Regions from separate parts of the Mus musculus genome. Here region 1 is linked to region 2. A link is a contact called in public HiChIP or PLAC-seq data. All regions are on one chromosome and are shown on one strand. The core of a region is the stretch at or near the end of the contact, and the rest is flanking DNA. Distances in the headings are between cores, read along the strand shown.

Region 1 (2,770 bases), core at 39-2,538, 1.1 Mb after region 2:
ACCACTCCTTCTCTGGCTTGAGAACCCAGGGCAACGCTGTATCAGCAAAGCCCAGTAGGCATTTCAATCACAATGTAACAGTTAATCATCCTCAGACACGACACAAGAGGGTATCAGACCCCATTACAGATGGTTGTGAACCACCATGTGGTTGCTGGGAATTGAACTCAGGACCTCTGGAGGAGCAGTCAGTGCTTTTAACTGCTGAGCCATCTCTCCAGCCCTTGAGACTAGATTTCTTTATGTCACTAGTTCTTAACCTTCCTAATGCTGTGACCCTACAATACAGTTTCTCATGTTCTGGTTGAATGAAAAGAAGAAATAAAAATGAAAGGAAAGGACATGCGTCATCCTAGGTATGGTGGAGAACAACATTTATTACAGGTGTGTGGGAGAGCAGAGGCAAAGGCATGTGGGAGATGGGGAGTGGGAGGGGGAGCAGAGAGGGGAGCCAGGAGGCCAAAGTTACACAAAAGAGGGCAGGTAGCCAAAATGTCTGGATTATATGCAGAATAGCCTGTGTGGAAAAGGAAGCCCATGCCCTAGGCTGGAGAGTTCAGGATGGGGGTGGAGTATGCCAGACTAGGGGATGCTGGAAGAACCTGATTGCCAGGACCTCTTTGATATATTAAATGAGGACCTCAGTTGTTTATTCTGGGTTTGAAAGTTAACAGTGGTGACCCTCAAACATAAAATTATTTTTGTTGCTACTTCATAAATGTAATTTTGCTACTGGTATGAAATATAATTTAGGCATTGCATATGCAGGATATCCAATATTTGACCTCTGTGAAAAGGTTGTTTGATCCCAAAAGGAGTCTTGACCTGCAGGTTGAGAACAGCTATTCTCTGTAGTCCTGGAATAGCTGTGTAGACCAGTCTCACCTGAAACTCATAGATCTTCTTCCGGCATCTGCCTCCCAAGTGCTGGGATTTAAGGGGCACGACACCACACTTGGCTCAAGAGAAGCAAATTTGGAAGCAATGTGTTCCTGGTTTTCTTCAGAGATGGTTTTCAGCCCCGAAGTGAAAAACCACAAGGAGGTGTGTAGAAGTGAGAGCCCAAACACGGTCCTCAGTTAGCTCGAGTTCTTGTCTCATGTTGTAGCTCAGAATGGACTCACAAAACTCACAGTCTTTCTCCTGCCTCAGCCTTCCAGAGGCCAGTCTTACAAGTGTGAATTACCACACAGTTTGCTGTAACCCTCTTAATTGATGGTGTGTAGCTTGTGACTCATGTTCATGTTCTCAAGCATGAGTCAACATTCACTCAGCTGAGGGTGTGGGAACCAAGGACCGCATTGGCCTGCCTTCCCACTCAAAGTAGCTCATCTGATCTCTGGGCAGGACAGGACATGCCTTCCTGCCTCCCACAGCCAGCTTTCAGGAAAATTCCACTCTCATTCTTCAAGGCCTCGAGATTAGCTGCTTAATCTAGCATTTAATGTCGACAGCCTTGGACACTGCGGGTTTGTTTGTTTTGAGAGAAGGCATTCGACTGTTCTGCTCCTGAGGGTGACCTTACACTTCTGACCCTCCAGAGGCTGCCTCCCACTCGCCGGATCACAGGGATGCACCACCACACCCAGTTTATGGGGGTGCTGGGGATCAAATAATAGGAAGCTCTCTGCCTACTGGGCCTTTGTCCCCATTGTCCCCAATGCCAACAGCTCTCCTTTATTCTCTCCGGTGAGCACTCGCTTTCTGAGGCTGACCCATTGTTTTCCTCCCTAGCATTTTGCACAAACTCCTACTCTTGTTTGTCTCCTGAGCTATCTCAGTCGTCCAGTCCAGCCTGGAACTCACTAGCCCATGCTGGTCTGCTGAGTGCTGGGACTACAGGCATGGGCCTCCATGTCTGGCTTTAGAAATTTTCTTTATAGCTGACATATCCAGGTGTTTTCTTTACAGTGCTTGAGAACTGACTGGTAAATACAGGCGAAGCACCGCGCTTTAGGAGAGGTTCAGTTCTTCCTGTGGTCGTCTATACTTACAACGTCAGCTTGAGACAGTAGAAGCAAGAATGGCAGGGGCTCAAAGGTAGCCTCTGTTAGTAAGCTTGAGGCTGCATGATACCTTGTCTCAAAGACAACACCACGCATGAACAAAACCCCTGTCCATACATAGTGCATGCCTGCAATCCCAGTGCTCTGGAGGCCAGGCCAGGGAACTGAGGCAGGTTTAAGGCCAATCTGGCTTATACAATCCGCTCTAGGAGAGTAATTAGTTAAGGCTTTGCTTATAGAAGCAGTAGGGTGGGAACTTGGGGAGAAGAAATGAAGATTGTAACTCACTAGAGTTCCAGCCAATAGGGAAAGCAGGAATGTCTTATGATCAGGGACTTGAAAACCACAGGGTAGCTATTTTTGTCTTTTCTCTATGTTGGTGTGCCTTTCTGCAGAATGGTGAATAGGAAACTGCTTTACTCTCACCAGTTAGTCTCTCATATGTATTCTCGAGGGTCTTGCTTCTCACATCCCTTCTGCCACGGGCAACATGACCAACATGAGAAGGAATTCAAAGTTCTCATAATTGCCTCAGTTCTGATAAGCTAAGGAACCCTATGGGCTTTTCCAGTCCCATCCCCTCCTTACAGCTCCCCCCCACCCCCATCTGCTGTCAAGGCTAGGCCAAGTTCCATTCTCCACCCACAGGAACATTCTTGAGTAAAAAAAAATCTCAGAAAAATGGCAGAATGTACTGATTAATAATCACCTGACCCTCTGGAAAGTCCCAGATAGAGCTCAAATGCGTGTCATGATCTGCCCAT
Region 2 (2,760 bases), core at 155-2,654:
AGCAGGATGAAACAAGAGGGACTCTGCTGGATAGGGTCCCAGGGCAATCAAGGAGACAGAAAGACTTCTGGATTTGCCTGCCTGTCAGGCAACTCATTTAAAGAGGCCTCACTTGGTGAATTATGGTCCATTCTTGGCTCCTCAGCTACTTTTCACGATTAGGAGAAAATTTGTCAATTATAAACAAAATGAACCCGAGAGTCATTACAGGGTCGAGGAGGGTGGGGGGAAAGTTCCCATTATGTGATTCTTGTCCTTTTCTTTCCTGAGCCAGCTTTATTCTAGATGGGCAAGCCTGGGCTGAGAAAAGCCAACTGTCTCTAGAGGATCTGTTCTTAATACCCTCCCTACTGGAGGGGTGAGGACTAGACAAAAATGTCAATTTCTGAGGACCAAAGTGATTTTAGCCATATGCTGTCCGGTGAACTACCCTGCAAATGTCTTATTTCTTGACTTTGATGTGGGGTGGCATGTGACTGAGTAACTGGACCGGGTTGGTAACAGTCATTCTGCTTCATAGAAGAAAGACAGTAACAACAACAACAATCACGGCAACCCTGTTATTAGTACCATGTGACACACACGGTACTTACTGTACCATGCTTCAGAAGGCATTTTTACTTACGTAATCCAGTTGCAGCCTCACACCTCTGGGTATAGTCGGTATCATTACCCCTCTTCACATATGAGGAAACGGAGGCAGAGATCAAAGCCCTTGGAATAATTCTAAGTCAACTTCTAACTCAAAAAACAAAACAGTAAAACAAATCCTTTTCTCCACACATGAAAGCCAAGGGGGAAGTTACGGAGGTAGGCGAGAACCACAGAAAAGCAGCAGTGAACTTGAAAGTTGGGAGAGAGGATTCACAGGCTCTCCCCAGAGGCAGCAGGAAAATGGCATCGGGTTTTGCCATTCACAGTTAAATTGAGAACATTCTCTGCCTGCCTCCCTCACCGTTGGAGGGAAGCAGCCAGTGGGGAAGAGGATTTTTTTTGGAGAGTAGAAACCAGTGTGTACAAAGAGCCAAGAACCCAGGCGTGCAGTAGATCACGTTTGGTTTTGAGTAGCTAATGAGAAAGCGAGAGGAGATAAAAGACACGCAGAATGTCAGAATAATGATAGTATCGGTGTTCTAATAAATACCTAGTGTAGCTTGAAAGTGGCTTAGGCACAGACAAAGCATCAATTAAATCAGGTGGAGGGGGGTGGGGAACAAGCAATTGCAGGATGCACACAGCATCTCCTCTATGGTTGGTGCATCCTCACACACTCCCTGCCTAGAGGGTGAATACCTCCCCCACCTCCAAGTCCTTTCCCTTTGATGTCTCTCTGAGCTGACTCTGCATCTGTCATAGGTGTGACACAGAGGGTATGCACGGCTGCCCCATGTGTGCCCTCTTACGCTTCCTTTAGCTTCTAGATTTTATGATCAGTGGTCTCTGTTGAGATTGTGGCTGAGAACTTTTGTTTATCCATGCACATTGTTAATTTATATTAGTTCAACTCTTCCGAAGGGTGATTCATACATCTGTTTGTCTTTGGGGATGGGTCTTGAATGACTGAAGTTGCATAAACACCACACACCAGCAAAAAGCACATCTGGTGTTATCTCAAGCTTTACACTTCTGGAGCCCCAGAGCTGTCATGTTGAACCGCAGGAAATCTAACATCGCCCTAGACCCATAACAGCATCCCCACCAAGAGGCACGCAGGGCCAAAGGCTCAGGTGTTGCAAATATTAGTCTGGAATGCTAAATCAGTAAGTGGCCGGGCCATTACCCAGTAATTAGGTTGTCACACTATTGGGTGCCAAAGAGCACTGTAATAACAGAAGTTGTGTCTCTCTTATTTTACGTCTCATCCGGGATCAAATTAGTAGCCAATTTGCTCTATGGCCGTTGAGTAATAGTGGCGTGTGCTGCAGAACTCATTGTTTCTATTCAGTTTGCTGGGTGAGCATTTTGCTGGAGCACTGATGCTTTCCTCATGCAAATGGAAACCGGGCATGCATGCTGCTGCAGAGTTCTGGAGGTGACAAAAATCTTCCAAAAACTCAAAGCCTGACATTTTTGGCCTGTCAATCACAAACAAAACATTAGCAGCTGCTATAAAGCATACCATGCGCTTCTTAATATAATGAATATTATATTCTGTAATTATACTCATTATATCTGTAGAATATTCATTATATTAAAGAGATGAATCTATAAACATGTGGGAGCAAAACAGAAGTACTTGTCTATACACAGATGAGTAAGCATTTGGGTATGTGTATCAATCAGGTTTTAGAACATTTTGATGTAATTTTAAATTTTAAAAATTGTCACACTTTCTTGTGTCAACAGAGATCCTGAAATGAGAAGGTGGGATGCGTCTTACTGACTGTGACAATAACCTTTCTGTCTCCCCCGTCTTTTGTTTTCAGAATTCTCTACTCAGAAGTCACCAAAAAGCCAAGATGTTGGTGCTACTGGCTGGTCTCTTTGTGGTCCACATTGCCACTGCCATTATGCTGTTTGTCTCCACCATTGCCAACGTGAGTCCCAGCCCCCTGTTTCCTCATCCCAGGAAGGATCTTAGGAATAGTTTGGTAAAAGGTTAAAAAACAAACAAACAAAAACGGGAGCTGGGAGTGTTAAATCACAGAGCAGAGAACTTCTTGAATAGCTGTGAGGGGAAAACAAACAAACAAACAAACAAACAAACAAACAAACACATACTCATAGATCGGGAAGAAATAACCAAAGTGTAAAAGGCGA

Evidence for each region. HiChIP or PLAC-seq counts read pairs in DNA pulled down with a chosen protein or histone mark.
Region 1: a contact with region 2 is called in a FOXA1 HiChIP or PLAC-seq map of pancreatic cancer cells. The contact joins two enhancer-like sites. A contact is called at or near these places in 3 of 39 promoter capture datasets (embryonic stem cells, hippocampal neurons and liver) and 1 of 115 datasets of contacts at active chromatin or transcription factors (pancreatic cancer cells).

The regions. Positions count from the first base shown.
Region 1 is chr6:136,498,188-136,500,957 of GRCm38.p6, forward strand. The region is part of intron 3 of Gm44140 (a long non-coding RNA gene); the gene reads right to left. Among named protein-coding and RNA genes, the nearest start is that of Gm44140, 19 kb to the right of the region's middle. Within about 2 kb of position 1,289, at least 126 of the 459 cell types and tissues checked have an H3K27ac peak or open chromatin away from gene starts, as enhancers often do. A contact at or near this core is called in pancreatic cancer cells, where this site is marked.
Region 2 is chr6:135,374,752-135,377,511 of GRCm38.p6, forward strand. Emp1 (epithelial membrane protein 1) reads left to right here. Exons shown (of 5, transcript NM_010128.4): 2 at 2,427-2,537. The coding sequence starts at 2,460. Among named protein-coding and RNA genes, the nearest start is that of Emp1, 13 kb to the left of the region's middle. Within about 2 kb of position 1,405, at least 59 of the 459 cell types and tissues checked have an H3K27ac peak or open chromatin away from gene starts, as enhancers often do. A contact at or near this core is called in pancreatic cancer cells, where this site is marked.